Regions from separate parts of the Mus musculus genome. Here regions 1, 2, 3, 5, 6 and 7 are each linked to region 4. The links are chromatin contacts, called in public HiChIP or PLAC-seq, Micro-C and promoter capture Hi-C maps. All regions are on one chromosome and are shown on one strand. Each heading gives the region's core, a stretch centred on a gene start, on an enhancer-like site or on the middle of the called end of the contact. The rest is flanking DNA. Distances are from core to core; before and after follow the strand shown.

What was found. Promoter capture Hi-C pulls out the DNA fragments that hold promoters and counts their contacts. A called contact is a pair of places that touch in the nucleus more often than the background predicts. HiChIP or PLAC-seq counts read pairs in DNA pulled down with a chosen protein or histone mark. Capture Hi-C pulls out chosen DNA fragments and counts their contacts.
Region 1: an H3K27ac HiChIP or PLAC-seq map of bone marrow-derived dendritic cells shows a contact between it and region 4, with 3 times the contacts expected there. The contact joins the enhancer-like site here to the promoter of Foxp4 in region 4. A contact is called at or near these places in 12 of 39 promoter capture datasets (the 3T3-L1 cell line, 3T3-L1-derived adipocytes, the C10 cell line and 8 more), 3 of 115 datasets of contacts at active chromatin or transcription factors (bone marrow-derived dendritic cells, differentiating embryonic stem cells and large pre-B cells) and 1 of 9 other capture datasets (embryonic trunk).
Region 2: a contact with region 4 is called in a promoter capture Hi-C map of embryonic stem cells. The contact joins the promoter of Taf8 here to the promoter of Foxp4 in region 4. A contact is called at or near these places in 9 of 39 promoter capture datasets (the 3T3-L1 cell line, 3T3-L1-derived adipocytes, the C10 cell line and 5 more), 2 of 484 Hi-C or Micro-C datasets (both in embryonic stem cells) and 2 of 115 datasets of contacts at active chromatin or transcription factors (embryonic stem cells and pancreatic cancer cells).
Region 3: a contact with region 4 is called in a promoter capture Hi-C map of adipose tissue. The contact joins the promoter of Treml4 here to the promoter of Foxp4 in region 4. A contact is called at or near these places in 11 of 39 promoter capture datasets (3T3-L1-derived adipocytes, the C10 cell line, the HPC-7 cell line and 7 more) and 2 of 9 other capture datasets (adipose tissue and macrophages).
Region 5: a promoter capture Hi-C map of the HPC-7 cell line shows a contact between it and region 4. The contact joins the promoter of Trem1 here to the promoter of Foxp4 in region 4.
Region 6: a contact with region 4 is called in a Micro-C map of embryonic stem cells, with 1.7 times the contacts expected there. The contact joins the promoter of AI661453 here to the promoter of Foxp4 in region 4. A contact is called at or near these places in 5 of 39 promoter capture datasets (embryonic stem cells, fetal liver, liver and 2 more) and 1 of 484 Hi-C or Micro-C datasets (embryonic stem cells).
Region 7: a contact with region 4 is called in a promoter capture Hi-C map of the HPC-7 cell line. The contact joins the promoter of Treml1 here to the promoter of Foxp4 in region 4. A contact is called at or near these places in 2 of 39 promoter capture datasets (the HPC-7 cell line and HPC-7-derived erythroid cells) and 1 of 115 datasets of contacts at active chromatin or transcription factors (large pre-B cells).

What each region holds. Positions count from the first base shown.
Region 1 is chr17:48,323,261-48,326,385 of GRCm38.p6, forward strand. It overlaps B430306N03Rik (RIKEN cDNA B430306N03 gene), which reads left to right. Exons shown (of 6, transcript NM_177083.4): 6 at 677-3,125. The coding sequence ends at 925. Among named protein-coding and RNA genes, the nearest start is that of B430306N03Rik, 8.7 kb to the left of the region's middle. Within about 2 kb of position 1,306, at least 64 of the 459 cell types and tissues checked have an H3K27ac peak or open chromatin away from gene starts, as enhancers often do. A contact at or near this core is called in the HPC-7 cell line, bone marrow-derived dendritic cells and differentiating embryonic stem cells, where this site is marked.
Region 2 is chr17:47,500,730-47,503,793 of GRCm38.p6, forward strand. It overlaps Taf8 (TATA-box binding protein associated factor 8), which reads right to left and starts at 1,562. Exons shown (of 9, transcript NM_022015.4): 1 at 1,502-1,562; 2 at 555-711. The coding sequence starts at 1,540.
Region 3 is chr17:48,262,689-48,265,812 of GRCm38.p6, forward strand. Treml4 (triggering receptor expressed on myeloid cells-like 4) reads left to right here and starts at 1,607. Exons shown (of 6, transcript NM_172623.2): 1 at 1,607-1,752; 2 at 1,944-2,297. The coding sequence starts at 1,692. All of the region lies in intron 1 of Gm52308 (a long non-coding RNA gene), which reads right to left.
Region 4 is chr17:47,923,225-47,925,964 of GRCm38.p6, forward strand. Foxp4 (forkhead box P4) reads right to left here and starts at 1,408. Exons shown (of 17, transcript NM_001110825.1): 1 at 982-1,408. It overlaps Gm46601 (a long non-coding RNA gene), which reads right to left. Exons shown (of 3, transcript XR_003952247.1): 2 at 2,695-2,740; 3 at 2,250-2,590.
Region 5 is chr17:48,231,238-48,234,402 of GRCm38.p6, forward strand. It overlaps Trem1 (triggering receptor expressed on myeloid cells 1), which reads left to right and starts at 1,502. Exons shown (of 4, transcript NM_021406.5): 1 at 1,502-1,606. The coding sequence starts at 1,558. Gm52308 (a long non-coding RNA gene) reads right to left here. Exons shown (of 3, transcript XR_003952373.1): 3 at 2,862-3,165.
Region 6 is chr17:47,435,201-47,438,045 of GRCm38.p6, forward strand. It overlaps AI661453 (expressed sequence AI661453), which reads left to right and starts at 1,439. Exons shown (of 5, transcript NM_145489.2): 1 at 1,439-1,749. The coding sequence starts at 1,605. It also overlaps a transcript of 1700001C19Rik not described here.
Region 7 is chr17:48,358,443-48,361,216 of GRCm38.p6, forward strand. It overlaps Treml1 (triggering receptor expressed on myeloid cells-like 1), which reads left to right and starts at 1,474. Exons shown (of 6, transcript NM_001289457.1): 1 at 1,474-1,540; 2 at 1,693-2,025. The coding sequence starts at 1,495.

The sequences.
Region 1 (3,125 bases), core at 56-2,555, 400 kb after region 4:
CAAGCCTTATGAGGCTGAGTCATGGTGCACTCCAATTTCAAGCCAGCCTGGGCAACATAAGGAGACCCCAGTCTCAAAAACACAAGGCCAGGGCTGTAGCTCAGTGGGAGTCTTTGCCTTGTGTAAGTACAAGCAAGACCCTGCATTCCATCCTATCATTGAAAAATATGCAAATCAGTGGTTCCTTAGTCCCCGCCCACAGGGCCTTTGTTTTCAGGGACCTAGAGCAAGGCTTGACTGCAGTTTAAAACTGGAACCTAGGAGGGAGGCCAGTGCTTCTCAGCTCAGTGACAGGGAGGCAACGTTCCCAGCCATCTTCCCAGAGGCTCTACCAGCCCAACGTCACATCCCATCTCTTTTTAAAGAAAATATTTATTTATTTTGTCTGTCTGAGTGTTTTGCCCACATGTATGTATGAACACCAAGTGTCTGCAGTGTAGAAACGGGAGTCAACCCTCCTGGAACTAGAGTTAACAGACACTCCCATATGGGTGCCGGGAACTAAACCCAGGTCCTCTGGAAGAGTAGCCACTGTGTTCAGCCACCCAGCAATCTCTTCAGCCCATGTTCAACATCATAAACTCTGTCTGTGTCCCTCCACCCAGTCCTGGCTCCACACAGGCCACTAACCACTCGAGCTATTCTTTCAACAAACATTTTTTTCTTTGATTTTCAGAGCTTCAATCAGCAGACCCACTCCAGTGAGGACACTGGGACCATCTGCTATGCCTCTCTCATCCACCTAAACCGTGTAAACCCTCAGGACTCCATCTACAGCAACACCCAGCCCTACCCGAAGCCCTCTCCTGACCCACTTCTGACTGTGGAATATGCCAGCATCTCTAGAAACAGACTCGGCTCTTCCAAGCCAGATTACCCAAGAGGTGAAGACCAGCAACTGAGGGCTGAGCTCCCAGGGCAGTGAGCATGTAGGTACAACGCTACTGTCCCTGTGGAGGGGCAACTTCCTACACAGAGTTAAGATGGCCTCAGATGACAGAGGACACACTTTCTTCAAGGAAGGTGACTGAAAGTGCCATCCAGAAGGACTCTGGAGCCCTGTTCTCACCCTTCTGGAGGCCTAGGACCAATGCTGCTAACACATTCTGTGTGGAAGAGAGATGGGTCGGCGCCTCTGAGTGACCTTAACCTCCCTTCCTTGTGTGACCACCACTTCCTTCCCCCCTGGTTCATGAAATCGAAGCCGGTTGCACAAGTTCCTCAGGAACTTTAGGCAGAACTATGACATTCTGCCCAACCCCCAATCCCTCCCACACCAGCCTGACCCTTGTTTCTAAAACCATCCTGCTCAGGGAACTCTGGTGACCTTGCTAGGATGAATACTAAGATGTAGGCGGTGATCTTCTGAGGTATTTCCAACCATGTCAAAAGTGGGAACTTCCTTACCATAGCCAGCCACACATCTCTGTCAGAACACCTGGGCTCCCCGGCCTTCTAGAGGACTAGCATTCACTCTGCAAACTGTGTCTACCTGTACCACCTAAGACCACACGCTCCTTCCAGGGTCCTAGCACTGAAGATGCTGTTCCTGGACGCGGACTGCTCACCCCTATGAGGCAGACCCTTGGGGGGGATGGGGTCCCTATGAGGCAGACCCCCGGGGAGCAGGGAGATGCAGCTACAGAGAAGGAAGGGATGCTGTGAGTGTGGCCCTGTTCCTGAGCACTCTGCCTCACCCTGCCTGCCCATGCCCTCCTCCTATGATGCAGATTTGCCTGGGGGAGACAGGATGCTTACCACCTCCAGCCTCACACCCAACTCCATCTCGCTCCTGGGTTATTGGTCTCTGCTCCTGATTTCAGTTGACCTGTGGTCCTTCGTGCCTCCTAACTGCAGCCGTGCTCTTGGGCCATGCTTCAGTCAACACCGTCTCCTGGAAGCCTGCTTTCTATTGTACATTCCTTGAATTGCTCTTCTTGGCTATGGCTCATCCTGAAGGTTGGGCTTCTCATGAGCTGTCAAAACCCAAAAGGGTTTTTCAGACTGGAGCTCCTGGTGCTGACTAAGCAGTATTCGCTGGGTCAGTATCAATAGATACTTAGGACTCCCAGGACCTACACTCAAGCTTGAGGACAAGAGAGATTGATTGTAGGATGTAGTTGGGAATACTTATAATGTGTCCCTTTGCCTCTATATGGATGAAGAGCCTAAACGCTCCTATTTACATGCATTCCTCCATTTTACAGATGGAGATATACTGAGGCACGGGGAGACTTGGTCTCACAGGTAATAAACGGTAAATTGCCGATGATGTTGATTTTTGCCACTGCACTTCTGGTTCCTGCTCCCTCACGGATCTCTTTGTGTATGTGCTGGGGGAGACATCTGAAGGGACAGTGGAAATCAAGGCTTAGATATAGGGATACACTAGGGGAGTGGGACCCGAGCGACAGAGGCCTCAGGATGCAACAGAGGACAACAGTGCAGCTTACACTGCTGAGACGTTGGAGGCGAGACTGAGCCGGTTCTAGACATCCGCTACCACTGAAGGCTCCGAGGCCTCTCCAGAGCGTCTTCTCACCTCTTCTTAGCTCAGGCCTCTGCAGCAAGCCAGCACCCTGTGCCAGGGGTGTCTGAGGAGAAAAGAGGCGTCTCATTTCCTGTTGCTGTGATAAAATACCATGAGAAAAAAGAACTTACATCAGCAAAGGGTGAGTTGAACTTACAGTCAGAGGGTACATTCCACAACAGTTGGGAAGTCCTGGCAGCAGGAGCCGGAGGCAGCTCGCCATGTTACATCTCAGTCAGTAAGCAGGCAGTGGTGATGGCTGGTGCTCAACTTCCTCTCTCCTTGTTTGTGTGTGTCTGTGTGTGTGTGTGTGTGTGTGTGTGTGTGTGTGTGTGTGTCTAGGTGGCACATGCATACAGGTTCCCCCCTCTTGGAGTCCAGGACCCAAACCTAGGTTACGGTTTGCCTACCTTCAGGGTGAGTCTTCCCACTTCCATTAACCTAAGCTAGATTGTCGCTCACAGGCCTGGACAGGGGCTTGCCACCTTGGTGATTCTAGACCTTGTATTGGCCATCCCAGAGGAGAGACACTTCTTAACCTTTTGAGCTCCCAGAGGTTCCAACATGTGTTTGTGTGTGAGCTGTTCCTGAGGGT
Region 2 (3,064 bases), core at 312-2,811, 420 kb before region 4:
GATTGATTGATTGATTGATTGATTAGGCTGGGTGGTGGTGGCACGTGCCTTTGATCCCAGCACTCAGGAGGCAGAGGCAGATGGATCTATGAGTTCAAAGCCAGCCTGATCTACAGAGTGAGTTCCAGGAGAGCCAGGGGTACACAGAGAAACCCTGTCTTGAAAAACCAAAGCGGGGAAGGGTTATATTAAAAAACAAAAACAAATTCAAAGACAGAAAGGAGACGTTCTTGGGGCTGTGGAGAAGACCGAATCCAGTGTTGTTCAGGGATACAGGGCTTTGGACATGGATAACGCTGAGAGTTGTGTAACACTTAATGCCACTTAATGCCGCTGCAGACGACTGAAATGACAAGGTTGCTATTTGTGTCTCTCCCACATGTATAAGCATCGAAACAGTCTCATTCTACAATGGACATGTGTGTTTCTTCTGCCTGAAGCTGAGTCTCTAACAGTCTTCCAAGAGAAGGGGAGAGAGAATCTGGGATGGAGTTCACGGAGCTGGGGGGGGGTCTGTAAAGGAAACAGCGGGCCTAGTGTTTCTTGGTACTCACAGCTCTGCAGCATCTCTGTCAGTGTCTCCACAGACGCTTTCTCGGCACTCTCAAATCCCGCCTCTGTCAGCAAGGAGCTCACAACCACTTGCAGGGTCCTCCTCCGGGCCAGATGGTAGTTATCAGCAGGGTTAGTGGATTGCTTACTTCCCGGTCTCTGGAAATCAGAAGCCCAGAGTGAGACTTTGAACCACTAGATGTGTGTGTTTTGCGCGCGTGTGTGTGTTCCTGCGAGTGCAGGTGCCGCGCTGGCCCGGATTCCGTGAAGCAGGAGTTACAGGTGATTGTGAGCCACTCCACCAAACTCAGGTCCTCTGAAAGACCAGCAAGTCCGTCTTAACCACTAAACCATCTCTCCAGCCCCATTCACTTCTTTCTGGAGCAAAGTTACAGGAGCGGGTCTGTGGTGGGCACGCCTTTATTCCCAGCACCCGGGAGGCAGAGGCAGGCGCGAGAGGAGGCAGGAAGAGAGAGGGAAAAGCAAAGGAAGAATATATACACGAATGATGGTACTGAGCGAATAAATCTACTATCTTCTTGTCCCATCACACCATTTCAGTAACCAGGAAAATTAAACCAGCTACCACCACAGGATGCAGAGGAGAGCTAGGCATCACCGCAGAGAAAGGCAGAGCAAGTAAATATTTTACGAAGTTCCAACTTCGGCCGGCCAGTAAGAGGATAAAAACAGCCTCTTCAGACCAATCAGAAGGAGTTCCGGGTTCCCACCTCAACAAGGAACAAGCCAATCAAGTCTCAGATGCAGCAATTCAGGAGGCCGCTGCCAAAAGCCAAGCAGCGGGGACCGCCTACGGCCAGAGATACTCTCCAGCCCCGGGTCTCAGAGCGGGCCTGGGCTTCTCGGTTCGAGACCGTGGCCCAAACCGTGGGAGAGATCCAGAAGACCCAAACTCTTTCGGCTTCACGCCGCGCCTCTCCACCCTTACCGTTCCGGAGCCACCAGGCCCGGCCGCCGTGTCAGCCATCTTGCTCTTGCGTAGTGTGCGTGAGCGCGGGGCACGATGGGACTTGTAGTTGCGGGGTGGGAGGTGGAGAAGGGCGGGGCCGCGGGTGCCCCGCCTTATAGAAAAGCTCTACGAACACGTGTGAGTCTGGGGTGGGGGTGGAGGGAGCTCGGGATAGCCCAAGCTCACGTGGCGTTGTGTGACCCAAGCTTTCTTGGACACTTAAGTCAGTAGCTGTAGCAATTGATCTGGAAGACGCACTGTGAGATGCACTGAGTTAAAAGAAACATATTTTGTCCAGGAGCCTGCCGTCTGTAATCCTAGCACTTTGGAGCTGAGACCAGAGGATCTAGAGTTCCAGGCTAGCGTGGGCTATGCAATGAATTAAAGGCCAGTTTAGGACTACATAAGGAGACCCTTTCCCTGAAAAGAAAAGAATAAAAATAAAAACAAAAACAAAGCCATTTGTATGAAGTAAGTTCTCAGAAATACACTAAGAATACAATTTGGGTCTGGAGAGATGGCTCAGCGGTTAAGAGCACTGATTGCTCTTCCAGAGGTCTTTAGTTCAATTCCCAGCAACCACGTGATGGCTCACAACCATCTACAATGAGAACTGGCGCCTTCGCAGGGCCTTGGTGGTGCACGACTTTAATCCCAGCACTTGGGAGGCAGAGGCAGGTGGAGTTCTGAGTTCGAGGCCAGCCTGGTCTACAGAGTGAGTTCCAGGACAGCCAGGGCTACAAAGAGAAAACCCTGTAAAAAAAAAAAAAAAGAAAAAGAAAAAGAAAAAGAAAAAGAGGGGCTGGTGAGATGGCTCAGCGGTTAGGAGCGCCGACTGCTCTTCCAAAGGTCCTGAGTTCAAATCCCAGCAACCACATGGTGGCTCACAACCATCCGTAATGAGATCTGATGCCCTCTTCTGGTGTGTCTGAAGACAGCTACAGTGTATATAATAAATAAATAAATATTTTAAAAAAAGAAAAAGAAATCTGGCGCCCTCTTCTGGTGTGTCTGAAGACAAGACCAATATACCCACATGTATGCAATAAATAAATATTTAAAAACAAAAAAACACTTTGGTTCTGCTTGCTCTTCCAGAGGTTCTGAGTTCTATTCCCAGCAGCCACATGGTGGCTTACAATTATCGGTAATGGGATCCAATGCCCTCTTCTGGTGTGTCTAAAGACAGCTACAGTGTGTGTATTCATATAATTGAAACAAATAAATCTCTTTTAAAAATACACTTTGGGGCAGAGAGGTGGCTCAGTAGTTAAGAACACATACTGGGCTGGAGAGATGGCTCAGTGGTCAATCAGAGCACTGACTCTTCTTCCTGGGGTCCTGAGGTCCTGAGTTCAATTCCCAGCAACCACATGGTGGCTCACAACCATCTGCAATGAGTTTGGATGCCCTCTTCTAGTGTGTCTAAAAGACAGCTACAGTGTACTCATATACATAAAATAAATAAAATCTTAAAAAAAAAAAAAAGAACAAACACATACTGCTCTTGGAGATGACCCAAATTTGAGCACTCATATTGAG
Region 3 (3,124 bases), core at 357-2,856, 340 kb after region 4:
GCACTCTCTGGATACTGACAAATGTATAATGACGCATCTCAATGTTCTCCATGAAGAAGAAAGTATTTTCCTAAATATCTTGTGTAGTGTAAGACTTGTTTTTACTTATGAATAAGTGTATGTATCTTTGTGTGGATTTGTTCATATGGATGCCCGAGGAGGCCAGAAGAGAGCGTCAGATCCCCTGGAACTGCGGTAAGAGGTGGTTGTTAGCCCCCCTGACATGGTTGTCAGGAGCTGAACCCTGGCCCTCTCCAAAAGCAACACATGCTTTTTCTTAACTGCTTCAGTCTCTTGTGTGACGACGTTAGAAAAAATAAAATTTGATTCCAATACTTCGGTTCAGTAATTCAGGGAAGATAAGATTGAGTTTATAACTAAAGCTTTGGCTGGGGATGTAGCTTGGTGGAATGGCGAGCTGTTTTCTTACTAGCATGTACAAGGCTCTAGGTTTGATTTCCAGCTCTGCAAACCAACTCAAACAAATGACGTTTATATCCCACACTTCTGGTTCCCTCATAAGTACAAGGCAGGGCCATTAGATTTTTTTATTCTTTGCTTTGCCATCCATCAACTGCTACATAGGAGGTCCCTAGAGTCCCTGGGAGTGGAGCAGATGCATGAAGACCAATAAGAATTTAGGTGTTCTGATAGCCAGTGGTATCCCAGCTGCTACTGTGGGCTCGCCAGTGAAAGACTGAGGTTCCCTTGATGTGGTGTGCATATACCTTCCCTAACTGGTTGCTACTGATTGTTGACTCCACTTTCAGTCTCTCAGATCTTGACAGTTTGTGGGACCGTGAAAGGCAGCCTGTTTTCTGGTCGAGCTAGGTTTAAACCCTGGAGACCCAGCCTGGGTCACCCTTTCTTCCACACAGTTTTGCAGGTGAGATGTTAATGAGAGATAATTTTTCTCATAGGTTTCACTCTCCCACTCACATGTCCTTTAACATGGTCATGAATTCCCTTGCTTCCTTTCTCACCCTTAAGAGGTCCCTCCCTCTTGACTTCCCTTCTGACAATTCTTTCTCATTGTTCTCTACCTCCCAGTAGCCCCACTTCCCCCTTTCCAAGGGACCATCCTTACACTCTGGCATTGGAGTCTGGTGGCTTACAAACCTTCCAGGATGACAACATACTGGAGGTGAGGGCCCTGACTTATCTTAGTGATGGGGATTCCCAGGACTCTGGGCACACCTCTAGGGACCTTTGACCTTTCTCAGGGAAAAAGAAAAGAGGAACAGGCCTCTTACTTCTCATATTGTTTTCTACAATGTTCTTTTTTTTTTTTTTTGTAGCAATAATGGAGGAGTGTGATTGGTGGGTGGTGTGGAATGGCTGAGATGGGACACGGATGAGCAGGGGTGAAGAGTGAGGGCCAGAGATGGACCCTGCAGTTAGGAGTCCCCAGTCCAGGCCTGTCCACTGTTCCTCTCATGTGTCCACAGAACCTATCTACCTAGGTCAACCACGAGATGGACCCTGCAGTTAGGAGTCCCCAGTCCAGGCCTGGCCACTGTTCCTCTTATGGGTCCATAAGCCCGCCTTCCCAGACTGGCTACTTCCCCAATCAAAGCTCTGATCTTCCTTGGTTCTTACATCTCACAGATGATGAGACTTAGGGGAAGACTTGCCTAGTTCAGAGGTCTCCTCCTTTTCTCCTCTCCTCTACTGACAGAATCTGGACTGGTATGGCCTGGAGGTACTCACAACTGCTCCTGGTCCCTGTGCAGCTGGTGTTCCTGGCCTCAGGTGAGATGATTCCCTGTACAAGGGTTTGAGAGGTGGGATAGATAAAAGGACAAGGAACCAGGCTGACCCTGTGACCAGGGCTGGCTTTGGGGCCATGTTGTGCGTCTGAGTGTTGGAAGTCATTGCCTCTTGGCTTCCCTAGCCCCAGAAACGAATGCATACAGCTAGAGCTCTGACCTCTGACCTGACAGTTTGTTGTCCAGGTGTCTGGGGGTCCACAGTATCTGAAGAGCTTCATAGAATGGTAGGACAGAGCCTCTCCGTGCAGTGCCAATACAAGCCTAAGGAGGAGTCCTATGTGCTGAAAACGTGGTGTCGGCAAACAGCCCCAAGTAAATGTACGAGAGTGGTCACTACCTCTGAGCCTCGGAAAGCAGCCAGGGAATTACAGCACACAATCTGGGATGATCCTGAAGCTGGCTTCTTCAACATCACCATGACTCAACTAACAGAGGATGACTCAGCGTTCTACTGGTGTGGTCCATATTATCCTTCCCTCAGAGAAGTAACTGTTCTCAGAAACATCAGCCTGGTGGTGTCGCCAGGTAAGGCCTTTCTTGGGGATACAACCCTCTTCTACAGACCAAGCACAATACATATCCCTGATCCCTTCTCTTTGTGACCCCCTAATTTTGACACCTGATCTGACTGAGGAGAGACAGTTTCCCATCTCGGTCATGCTTGGCTCCTCATTGAGAAAGAATGTTTAGGTTTCATGGGGTAGGCACTTGGAGTCTCTCTCTGACTCTTAGTTAGTTTACACTAGCATTGTGTAACTTTAATCCTAACATTTGGGAGGCAGAGACAGGTGGATCTGAGTTTGAGGCCAGCCTAGTCTAAATAGTGAGGTCCAGGCCAGCCAGAGCTACATAGTGGGACTCTGTCTCAAAAAAAAAGTTGAAATGTTTTTATTTTAAATTATGTGCACTCATGGGCACATGCCACATGTGTGCCAGTGCCCATGGAAACCAGCGACTAGGAGCCTCTTGCAGCTAGAGTCATAAGTTGCTGTGAACCACTCAATGTGGATGCTTGGAACCAAACTCAGATTCTCTGCAAGAATCTGTGTTCTCAATGGCTGAGCTATCTCTTCAGCCCTCCTACTTGCTTTCTTACTTAGGCAGACCTGAGTTACAAATTTCTACTGGCACAAGGGCCCCTGAGGTCTTCCTTACCAGGGGCCAACCCTGGCATGGTCCTCTTTTTTTGTTCTCGCTTCTCCTTGAGTCAGCAGAGGGGGAAAAGGATTGGCATAGGGTAAGACTTTTGTCTTGCGAGATACTTAGAGTTGTTGTATAATAATAAAAAGTTGACTTGTCTAAGTCTAAGTTACTTTGCTACTGTAGCTGACCTGACTTTTGTGTCCTCAGAG
Region 4 (2,740 bases), core at 158-2,657:
ACCAGAGTCTTCAGTCTGGGGGAATGGACTCCACTGCTCACTCCGGCAGCTTCATCTCTGGTGGCCTTGGGCCCACTCTCCGTTACCTTATTCCCTCACTCTCAAACCTCACACTACCCCGCAGGAGCTCTGTCCGAATGAGGAGGGTATCCACTAGATTAGTTCCCCACCGATCAGCTCCGGCGCACGTAAATAAATAAATAAATAAATAAATAAATAAATCACAGGGGCCATTACCAGTCTCTCTCAAGTCCCCAAGAAGTTTTCCGCTTTATCTCAGATCTGATTAAGAGATGCGGGAGTGGGGGGGGAGGTTGACTAGTCTCAGCACTTTCGAAGTGTGACCTCCACAAACCAAGGCGATGAGGTGTTTGAGATTGTTGCCCCCCCCAACACACACACCAACACACACACACAGACTCAAGTCTTTCTGTTTGTCCTGGGGAGTCCCGTGCAGACTGGACTTGGGGGGATCCCAGTTCACCACTTCCCTTCCCGGCTCAGGAAAGTCCGGGCCGGGAAGTATTCTTTGTCTCACTCCGGGAGGGGGGGTCGCGCCCCCTAACACCCCATTCCCAGCAGCGAGGCCAGGAGGGGGCGGAGCCCAGATTCTTGGGGCAGGGCGGGCCTCAGTGGCTTCTCCAAGCCGCCCCCCCTCCGCCCCGGCCAGCTTCCCGCTGCCCCCCAGCCCCGCGCCTCAGCCCCCACCTGTTCCCCAGACAGCTCCGATCGGCTGGGGGCCCGGGCCGGGGGCAGGGTCTCTCAACTCACCAGGGTCAGTGCTCCGCGGCCGGCCCAGCTGGAACAAAGTGCTCCGGCCCGGGGCCGGGCTCCTCCGGCGGCCGACGCGCCTCGGGCGGGCAGTTTGCAAACACAAAGTGAGCCGGGGAGCAGGCGAGAGAGTGAGCGAGCTAGGGAGTTGGACGAGTCCCCGGCCCAGCCCCCACCCGGATCCCTGGGGTCCCTGAATCGGCCACCTACCTGTCCGGCCCGGCCGCTCAGTGCGGGCTCCGGCCCGTCAGCCCGCACGGGGCATGGGGCTCGCTCGGGTCGCAGCCCGGGCCCGCCGCCACTCGCCGGGGCTGCCCCTGCGCTCCGAAGCGATCTTTCTAGCGCCGATCGCCGCGCGCCTTAGCCCCTTGGGGGCATCGCACTTTGGAGGATGGCTTGGCTCTCTCCAGCTTCCGATCGTCCTTCCCCGGGCTCCGGCGACGCTCCTGAGCTCGCTCCGGCTCCGGGGCTCCGGGACCCCGGCGTCCCCGCCCCCGGCCCAGCCCTGGTTCCGGCCCGGGCTCCTCCCCGCCGCGCCGCGGCCGCCTGCGCCGCGCCCTGATCGCGTGTTGGGGGGCTCCGTCCCGGCAGCTGGTGGCACTGTCCGGTCCGTAGGGGCGACCGGCTCCGGACTCCGAGGGGCTGCGACTGAGCCCCGGCTGCGAGTGGCTGCGAGCGATCGGCGCGCGGGCGGGGCACACCGGGCGGGGGGACCGGAGGGGTGGAGGGAAGGAGGGAGCGCGCCGAGCGACAGGGAGGAGGGAGCGAACGAGCGAGCGGCGGAGGGAGGGGAGACTAACTTCTAGTGCTACCATAATTCGCCTAAAGCAGGTGCAGCCACTTTTCCCCCTGAGAGGCGGCCAGCGGCAAGCCGAAGAGGACCACGTGGACCAAACTTTGGGGAAGGAAAAAATGGGGACGTGGGGCTACCGATCTGCCAAAGTCGATAGGCCGTAGAGTTTCACAGTGGACTGGGGACCCATCCGATGGGAGGCTTTATTAACTCTGGCCTTTTCCTGGAACCTGGAGGTACGGCCAAGTCCTGCTGGCACACGGTTCACTGGTTTCGGGCGGGCTGCGCCTGGCGCGGGGAGTGGTCAGGACCCCCCCCCCCCCAGTCCGAAGCCGACGTCCAGCGCGGGCCCTGCCGCGCCTCCCTCTGACTCCCCACTGTGTGGGGGCTGGGGCTGGGGAGGCTCTTTCTGGGCTTTGTGAACAGTCTTTTCTCCCATCCCGGCGCGCACGCGCTGCCGCCTCGGTCTGCAAAGGGGAATTTCCTATAAAGTGCTGTGAGAACCGATGGAGAAAGGGCTTCAGGCTGGATCCACGCGGGCCAAGCACAGAGCAAAGTCGAGGCAATTATCTGAACAAATTAGATTGTAAACAAAACTTGGCGTCCCTGAATACCGCTTGTGCCCAGGGGGACCGTGAGGATGGGGGTGGGGGTGGGGTTGGGGACGCTGGTGTGTGTTTGGGTTGGGAGGGGGAAGTCCGGGCACGGAAAGGCCCAGGTTCCGAGGGGGAGGACTAAATTGGGTAGCAGGAGCCAGGCTCAGACTGGTGGAGAACTGAGAGAGAGAGAAAAAAAATCCTCCCACTCTCTACCCAAACATCTTCCCTTTCGGGTGTGTGAAGAGGTGAGGGGCACGCCTCAGGGACCCTCCGTGTTTGGCCCACCCTGCCCAGAGAAGTTATGGGTTGAGCACAGGAAGGCAGTGACTCTGGGAGACCCTGTTGGCTTCGGGTTACCTTGAGGCAGGTGACCAAGGGCAGGCAGACCCCATGGAGGATGAACTGGGTAAGGACTGGGCCTGGTTTCCTGGGGATAACATATTTTGGAGAAAACTCTTAAAAAAAAAAAAAACACAACAACAACAACAAAAACGGGTTTCTGAGATAACAGCTTAAGCAATTTCTGCTCACCTATTCTGCCCCTTTTCCGTGGGCCAGGAGCTGAAAGGTGGTAGTT
Region 5 (3,165 bases), core at 252-2,751, 310 kb after region 4:
ACAGAGTGACTTCTAGAACTGCCAGAGCTACATAGTGAGTCTCTGTGCAAAAAAAAACGAACAAACAACCGAAACAAAAAACCAACCAATCAACCCGTCAAAAAACAGGACAGAAAGTGTTAGGATTGGTCTCACGCTCTGTGTGTTCAGATGCTGAGTTCTGTACTCCAAGATCAGGTTACAGTCCGGACGTGGGCTTTGTATCGTCCGATGTACTGTAAAGAACACTCCGCAATCACCTATGGTTGGTTAATAAAAAGCTGGAGCCTATGACGGGGCAGAGGAGATAGGAAGGCAGGATGTGTGATGGAGTGTGTCCAGACATGGGCATTAGGTTGTATGGGCAGGGAAGGGAAAGTAGTGCGTGTGTGTGGTATCTGTGTGTGCATCCTTCAGGGAATGGAGTGTGTGTCTATGTGTGTGTGGGGAAGAAGTAAGTGTGTGTGGGTGGGGGAATAAAGTGTGTGTGTGTGGATGAAGTATGTGGGGGGGAATGTAGTGTGTATGTGGGCAAATGTAGTGTGTGTGGCGGGGATGGAGTGTGTGTGGGGAGATGGAATGTGTGTGGGGGAAGGGAATGTGTCTGAGGTAGTGTCTGAGTCAGGGTTTCTATTCCTGCACAAACATCATGGCCAAAAAGCAAGTTGGGGAGGAAAGGGTTTATTTGGCTTACACTTCCATACTGCTGTTCATCACCAAGGAAGTCAGGACTGGAAATTAAGCAGGTCAGGAAACAGGAGCTGATGCAGAGGCCATGGAGGGAAGTTCCTTACTGGCTTGCTTCCCCTGGCTTGCTCAGCCTGCTCTCTTAAGAACCAAGATTACCAGCCCAGAGATGGTCCCACCTACAAGGGGCCTTTCCACCTTGATCACTAATTGAGAAAATGCCTTACAGTTGGATCTCATGGAGGCATTTCCTCAACTGAAGCTCCTTTTTCTGTGATAACTCCAGCTGTGTCAAGTTGACACAAAACTAGCCTGTACAGGTAGGGACCACAGGGAGAAAGAAGAGAGAGGGGTCATCAGCCTGAGGCAGGATGCATCATGAGCAAGTGGCCAAGAAAAGCTTGCCCTGAAGACAGACAGTTACAGCAGAAGCAGCCCAGGCAGGACCGAATGGCAAGGAACTTTGGCTGGGAAATAGCGAAATAGCATAGAGGGTTAAAAAATGTGAATATCTGCCCAGTTCTAGTGCTTTAAAGCTTGTTGGAAAGATCCAACAGGCCTCTGTCTCAATTACTCAGGAGCTAAATGGGCTGGGGTAGGGTGGGGTGCGGATTCTACCCATCCCCCCTCCCACAAAATTATTACAATACAAAAGAAAATAATTTTCAGAGAAGAGGAAACTGAGGTCCCAAGAGCTTTAACTGAGGTTTGAGCACAGTCCCCTGAACTTCCTTACTGATGTCAGCCCGCAGGGTGGCCAGTGACAGTACCTTACCTCCCAGGAATGGCCTCACATCCTGTTGTGAAACTTTCCAGAGAGTCTGGGTACAAGGGTGTCTTCTAGCTGTCCCAGCAGCCCACAGAGGCAGTCGTTGGAGCTGAGCTTGAAGGATGAGGAAGGCTGGGCTCTGGGGACTGCTGTGCGTGTTCTTTGTCTCAGGTAAGGCAAGCGGGAGATGGGAGCAGGTGGTCTCTCTGGACTCGAAATTAGAAGCCGTGTGTGTGTGTGTGTGTGTGTGTGTGTGTGTGTGTGTGTGTGTTCCTTATTTTTTTCCCCCTTGAGACAGGGTTTCTCGTGTAGCCAGGGCTGTCCTGGAATTCACTCTGTAGACTAGGCTGGCCTTGAACTTAGGGATCTGCCTGCCTCTGCCTCCCGAGTGCTGGGACTAAAGGTGTGAACCACTACTGCCCTGCTCTTTTGGTTTTGTTTTGTTTTCTTTTCTTTTCTTTGTTTTTGTTTTTGTTTTGATACAGGGTTTCAGTATGTAGCCTGTATGGCTGGAACTTGCTATGTAGTCCAGGCTGGACCTCTATCTAGCCCAGCTTCTCTGCTTCTGCATCCTGATTACCTACAGATATTAAAAGTGCGCATTGGATCTACCTTGCTCTTGAGTTTTTCACTGAGCCTGGGTTAACTTATTTGTTAGGCCAGTATACCTCAAGGACCCACTTGTCTCTCCCTTTCTGCTGTTGGAGCAGAAGTGTGTGCAGCTGCACTAGACTTTCTACACGCACGCTAGAGATCACACTCAGTTCCTCACGCCTCGGCAGCAAGTGCTTTGCCAACAGAGGGGTCTCTCTAACCCCCTGAAGCTCTAAAGCAGTGGCCCCCAACCTGTGCGTCTCGACTCCTAGGATGGAGGTCGCATGACCTTTCACAAGCATCTCCTAAGACCACCACTGGGAAATAGAAATTTACATTACGATTCAAAACGGTAGCAAAATTACAGTTATAAAGTAGCAACTATATAATTTTATTGTTGAGGGTCAGCACAATTTAATGAGTGGTATTAAAGGGTGGCAATATTAGGAAGGTTGAAAACCACTGTTCCAAAGCATATGGCTGTCAAATAGGCCAGGCTTCACCTGCGCTCAGAAACTCAGACCCTGAGACCGATGAGCTGAGCTATAAGGAGGGTGACTTAGGGAGGCAGGCGCTCTATGCTTGGTTTTTTTTTTTTTAATTTATTTTATTTTTTATGGCTGTATTCTTTTAAAAATAATTTTTATTTTATATGCACACGTGTTTGCATGCATACATGTATATGTCTCACATACATGTCTGGTACCTGAGGAAGCCAGAAGGTGGCATCAGATTCCCATAGAACTGGAGTTACCAATGGTTGTGTGCTGCCACGTAGGTGTTAAGAACCAAAACTTTGTCCTTTGCAAGAGAAGCAAATCCTCTTAACTGCTTTTTTTTTTCCAGTCCTGGGGGTGGAACCCAGGACCTCCCATCTGCCAGGCAGCTGCTCCCCAGACTCTGTTCATTTTGATGTTAGAGACATACAGATCCATGGATGGGAACAATGACAGAGTAGGACAGGGTCTCACTTTATAACCAAGTTGTCTTTGAACTGGTGATCCTCCTGCCTCAGCTTCTTAGGTATTTGGATTACAGATGGGCACTACTAGGTCAGAAGATCCAACTAATCCATGTATTTTTGAGAGAGTCTCTATATATATCCCTGGCTGTTCTGGAACTGTCTGTGTAGACCA
Region 6 (2,845 bases), core at 189-2,688, 490 kb before region 4:
TGAGATCAGTCAACTTTCTGATAGGCAGCACTAACTAGACCCAGTAGATTTAAAGGGGGGCGGGGAGGGATGATGAAGAGGAGAAAGGGATGGGAGGGAAGAGTGGGAGAGGGATAGCCTGCATGATATGCTCAAGACACATTGTTTATGTATGAAATTGCCAAAGACTAAATTTTATTTCATGAAATATACATTAAGATCGGGCTTGGTGGTCTGAGCATTTAATCCCAGCACTTGGGAGACAGAGTTGAGATAGTCATAAGTTCAAGTCCAGCCTGGTCTACAAATTTCAGGACAGCAATGGCTACATAATAGACAGACCCTGCCATACATAGATAGATAGATAGATAGATAGATGCATACATACATACATACATAATACATACATGTATGTATATGACATATATGGCAGGGTCTCTCTAATATACACACTATATAATGTATTAAATATATTATCTTTAATATATTAATAATATACACAATATAAATAATAAACAAGAAACAATATGAAATATATAAAATAATTATATATTGAATATGTTAAATATTTAATATATTAGTATATTAATATATATGGAGGCCTAACCATGAGGATAGTTTCTTCCTGTGTTCTCTAATGGTACAGAAACTAGCCGGGCGATGGTGGCACACGCCTTTAATCCCAGAACTTTCGAGGCAGAGGCAGGCAGATTTCTGAGTTTGAGGCCAGTCTGGTCTACAAAGTGAGTTCCAGGACAGCTAGGGCTATACAGAGGAACCCTGTCTCGAAAACAAAAACAAAACCAAAAACAAACGAACAAACAAACAAACAAAAAATGGTACAGAAATTAGCCGGGCGGTGGTGGCACAAGCCTTTAATCCCAGCACTCCTGTCTCGGAAAAACAAAAAAACAACAACAACAACAACAACAACAACAACAACAACAACAAAAAAAAAAAAAAAAGGAAAAAAAATGTGCAGAAATTTCTTAACTCTACCTGGCCTCTAACTTCCTGTGTATTCATCATTTGTATTCATCGAAGTCTCCCTCACACATGTCAGAGGGCCCACGGGATGCTCTGGGCCATGCTAGCTTGGCCAGGCAGGTACTTTTCTGGGATGCAAGTCATTTCTAAACTGTCCACCCTGATCTGCTCAGGAAGGGCTCACAGACTCAAGGAACTCGCCTTGGGCTTTTCCTGGTCCAGAAAAAAAAAAAAAAAAAAAAAAAAAGTGGGGGTGGATCGGGCGTGCCGGTAGGGAACCCGCGGCAGGGGGCGGCTCTGCTCCCCAGCAGGGCGTGGGCCGGGCGAGGTCCTCCGCGCAGCGCACGGTGCCAACAATAGGCTGTTGTGGAAGGAGGCAGGAATGTGGCCCGGGGAGTTGGGCGGCGGGGCGGGGCCGGCTCCGGGCGGCAGCCTCTTACCTGTCCAGGTAGCTCGCATTTCCAGGCGAGCGGCGGCGGCGCCCGCACCACCTGTCGCCGGGTGCGCGGGCGGGGAGCGCGGCTGGGGACCATGGCCTGCTAGTGTCCCCTGGGAAGACGCTGCGGGGTTCAGTCTGGAGCAGGACAGGCCTAGGGACGGAAGGTCCTTCCCTCGGGGACAGATCGGCCTGCAGCAGCATGAAAAAGAACCAGACCATGCAGGGCACTTTCAGCAAACTCTTTGGGAAGAAGCACGCCCACCCCTCCACCACGTCCCTCTACGCCACCAATCCACCCTGGATTTTCACCCACGAGGCCCAAGAGGAGGGAACCAGGGACTTTGGTGAGTGCACCCCGGCTGGGGGAAAAAAAAAAAAAAAAAACAAGGGAGAGTTCCCCGTGGCGCCTCTTCCCTCCTGGCTCTGGCGTCACTTGGGCGCTGGGAAAGCGGGCTGGGGCAGGGACACGTTGGAACCTGTGGACCGGCTGAGGAGATGCTGGGAAGGGGAAGGAGGCGCGGCAGCCCGAGTCAGAGAGGTGCAGGGAACCCCTGAAGTGAGGCCGCCGATCCTTGCCGCCCTCACCTGCCGTTCCCTGTCTCCCTTCATAACCTTTGGTAGGGTTTCTGTTTGTGTGGCTGTCTTTGCTGTGTCTCCTACCACATATCCGCATTCTGAGTCAGAGATCTAGACGTCTGTCCCTAGTCCTTTCCGCTTCCTCTGTCCCGCAGAGAGAGCCTGCCTCAGGTGCCCTTGCCGTTCGTTCTGTTTGAGAAAGGAAAGTCAGCGAGCAGGCCACTGTTAGCAGATTGCCAGCCATTTGCGACATCAAATTAGCTTTGTTTGGTTTGGTTGGGGGTGGGGAGGGAAGGGGGCTGAGTGTCACATGCTCTTGCCCAGGTCCTCTTGGATCTGGGTTGTCTATGGTCTCGGACTGAAGAGTCAGAGGTGGGACAGAGGAGAGTGCGGACCCTTTGAATCAAGGGTGGTGTGTCTTTGCAAACTACTGGAAATAAATTGGCCCTTCCCCAGCTCCGGCTATGGGACACTCCTATCTCTTTGTCAATCTCCAGTTTATACACTCTTAACTGGGGGGAACCCCGGGAAAATGGGGGAACGGTACTCACTTCTTGTTTTTGATCCATGCTTCTGGTGTCTGAAGTGGGAGACAGGGGTGTGTCACCAATCACTCCCTAGTTTTACCTGCCTTCCTCATCACCTTTATGGTACTTGGAGTTCTGTTCAACACCCAAATGATTACATTGGGGGCCAGGGCAAGAACAAGATGTCACCTTTCCCTGACCTAAAGATCTCTCACCAGCAGGCAAGCAAAACTAAGAGTATGCCCTCCTGCCCTTTGGGGGCCTCTGCTGGAAGACAGCCTTTAGGTGCATGAGAAAGAGAAGAGGCATTTCTGAGGGGAACCTAGCCTCAGAGTGG
Region 7 (2,774 bases), core at 224-2,723, 440 kb after region 4:
TGGCTCCTTGACACTTCTTCCTCTTTAGAAAGCGGCAGGGACAGAGAAAGAACCAGACAGACACCCTTATTGTGCAGTACAAATGTTCTTAGGAGGAAAGTGAAGGATACAAGTTTCTCTGGGTGTTTCTCAGTCTCTAGCTCCTGCGGGACGTCCAACGCTCGCCCATATCAAAGCACAAGGGCTTTGCGCGCACTGTCAGGACCATGTAGGAAGGTGGAAATATTCATGGACAACACAGTATCTGTGGCACCAAAGTAGTCTGCTTGCAGAAAAATAATGACACTTGAAAAATAAGAAAGAGAACTTCTAAATTAAAATTGTCAAGGAAAATTGGGTAAGAGAGACGGCACAATAGTTAATAGCATTTGCTGCCCTCACAGAGGACGCAGGCTCAGGTCCCACGTGGCAGTTTACAACTATCTGCAACCCCAGTTCCAGGGAATAAGGCACCTTCTCCTGATCTCATAAAGGCAAAACAATTACACATGTGAAATAAAAGTAAATAAATCTCTTTTTAAAAACGAGAGAGTGGAAAAGGGGGCTGGAGCTAAACCCACATTGGTACAGGGCTTGCTCACGTGCACACAGCCCAGGGTTCCATCTCCAGCAGCACAGAACCCCAGGTGGAGATGTAAGTCTGAAACTCCCACACTCGGGAGGTAGAGTCAGCGGACCAGAAGTTCAAGGTCACCCTTGGCTACCTAACAACTTTGAGGCTAGCCTGGGCTACATGAGACCCTATCTCCAAAAGGAAAATGAAGATCCTAGAAGGGGAGGAAGAAGAGTATGCAGATACTAGAAGCTTGATGGACTAAGAGATGAACAATGTGAAAGAAAAGTTATGAACACAGGAAGAACACGTAAGAAAGGGAAGATCCCTGCTGCCAGGTGATGGGTGGGTGCAGAACAGCAAGAGGAAAGAGTATGGTCTGTAGCCTCTGAAGAAAAATCATCCTTCCTGGATCTGAGGGGGTGGGTTTGAAAGACACAGGCAAAGACAGGTCCAGGGGTTTCTAGGGAAGAGGTTGTGGTGAGGGAGTGGGGGTCCCCTGGGAGCTGGGGTGGTATGTGTATAAGTAGAGTCAGGACAGGAGAATTACCCATAAAGACTTGAGAATCAGATGGCCCTGGGCCACATGGACAGCTCTTAAATTTTCTCCCTCATGGCTCTTTCTTCGGATCTGTGTAGGAGACTGAAGATTATCTCTCCTTATTCTCCTGCCCTCTGGTTGCTGGGTCCCCTCTCCATTCCCTTTGGTGGGGTATCAGACCCTCTTCTTCCAACCTCTCCCTCACTTGCCTACCGGTCTCTCGGGGCCTTCTGAACCTTGAGCCAAGAAATCTATGGAAAAGTTCCCTGCCCCAGTGTAACTGTCAGCCTCGATGGATAGCTGGAGCGCCCACGTGACTGTATGAGACAGATGTTTCCTGCCCCCAGGGGCCTGCAGTTTTAGAGAGGAGGCCATCCTCAGAACCTACTACTGCCCAGCCATGGACTGCTACCTGCTGCTGCTGCTGCTGCTCCTGGGACTAGCAGGTAAGGTGCAGATGTAGCCACGCCTCCTTCACCAGTATCACAGATGCCATAGCTACCCCCCTCTGGATCCCCAAGTCCCTATGTTGGGGAGTGGGCTAGGAACCATGCCTGCTTCTATCCAACCCTCACTCCCACATCTTTTCCTTCTGCAGGCCAAGGCTCAGCTGACAGTCATCCCGAGGTGCTACAGGCACCGGTGGGGTCATCCATTCTAGTGCAGTGCCACTACCGGCTCCAGGATGTGAGGGCTCTCAAGGTGTGGTGCCAGTTCTTGCAGGAAGGCTGCCACCCACTAGTGACCTCAGCGGTGGACCGAAGAGCTCCGGGAAACGGGCGCATATTCCTCACTGACCTGGGTGGGGGGCTCCTGCAGGTGGAAATGGTGACCCTGCAGGAGGAGGACACAGGGGAGTATGGTTGTGTGGTGGAGGGAGCGGCAGGACCCCAGACCCTGCATAGGGTCTCCCTGTTGGTTCTTCCACCAGGTGAGTTACCCTAAGCTGCCCCCACTGTAGGCAGGATGATCTGTGATGGGGGCTCTTTGGAGCTTTGGGGTATGGGGCCCACTAGGAAGGCGTTGGGGGTGAGATATCATTTTGACAGCTCGTCCTGGACTGAGTGGCAACGGAACTGTTTGGGAGGCTGGAGATAAGTAGCTAAGCAGCCACCTCTTCCTCTCTCTCTCTCTCTCTCTCTCTCTCTCTCTCTCTCTCTCTCTCTCTCTCTCTCTCCTTGACAGTAGCTTTCTGTCACAGCATATCCAAGGCCCCGTGTCTTCCTCCAACTCTCCTATACTATCTTTGTTTTACTTTACAGGAACTTCAAGCATATTAACAGAAATGAATTTTTGTGCCTTCCCCTGTGTGTGTGTGTGTGTGTGTGTGTGTGTGTGCCCATGTTAACACCCATACAGCCACAGAGGATGTCCTGTTCTATCATGGTCTACCTAATCACCTTGAGAGAGTGTCTCTCACTAAACCTGAAGCTCCCCACTTTGGGTAGACTGGCTGGCCATATAGGGGTTTGCCTATCTCTAGCTTCCAGCACTGGGGTTCCAGATGCAGCACTTTTATGTGGGTATGAGGGATCTGAACTCACGACCTTACCCTTGCCCACTGAGCCATTTCTCCAGCCCTGCCTTCCTTTCATGATTTAAAGTTATCTTAACATAGTTTAGTAAGGGCCTGACTGTAGGGTTAAGGGGTCCCGAGGCCACTCCACCACAGGGCTCGGG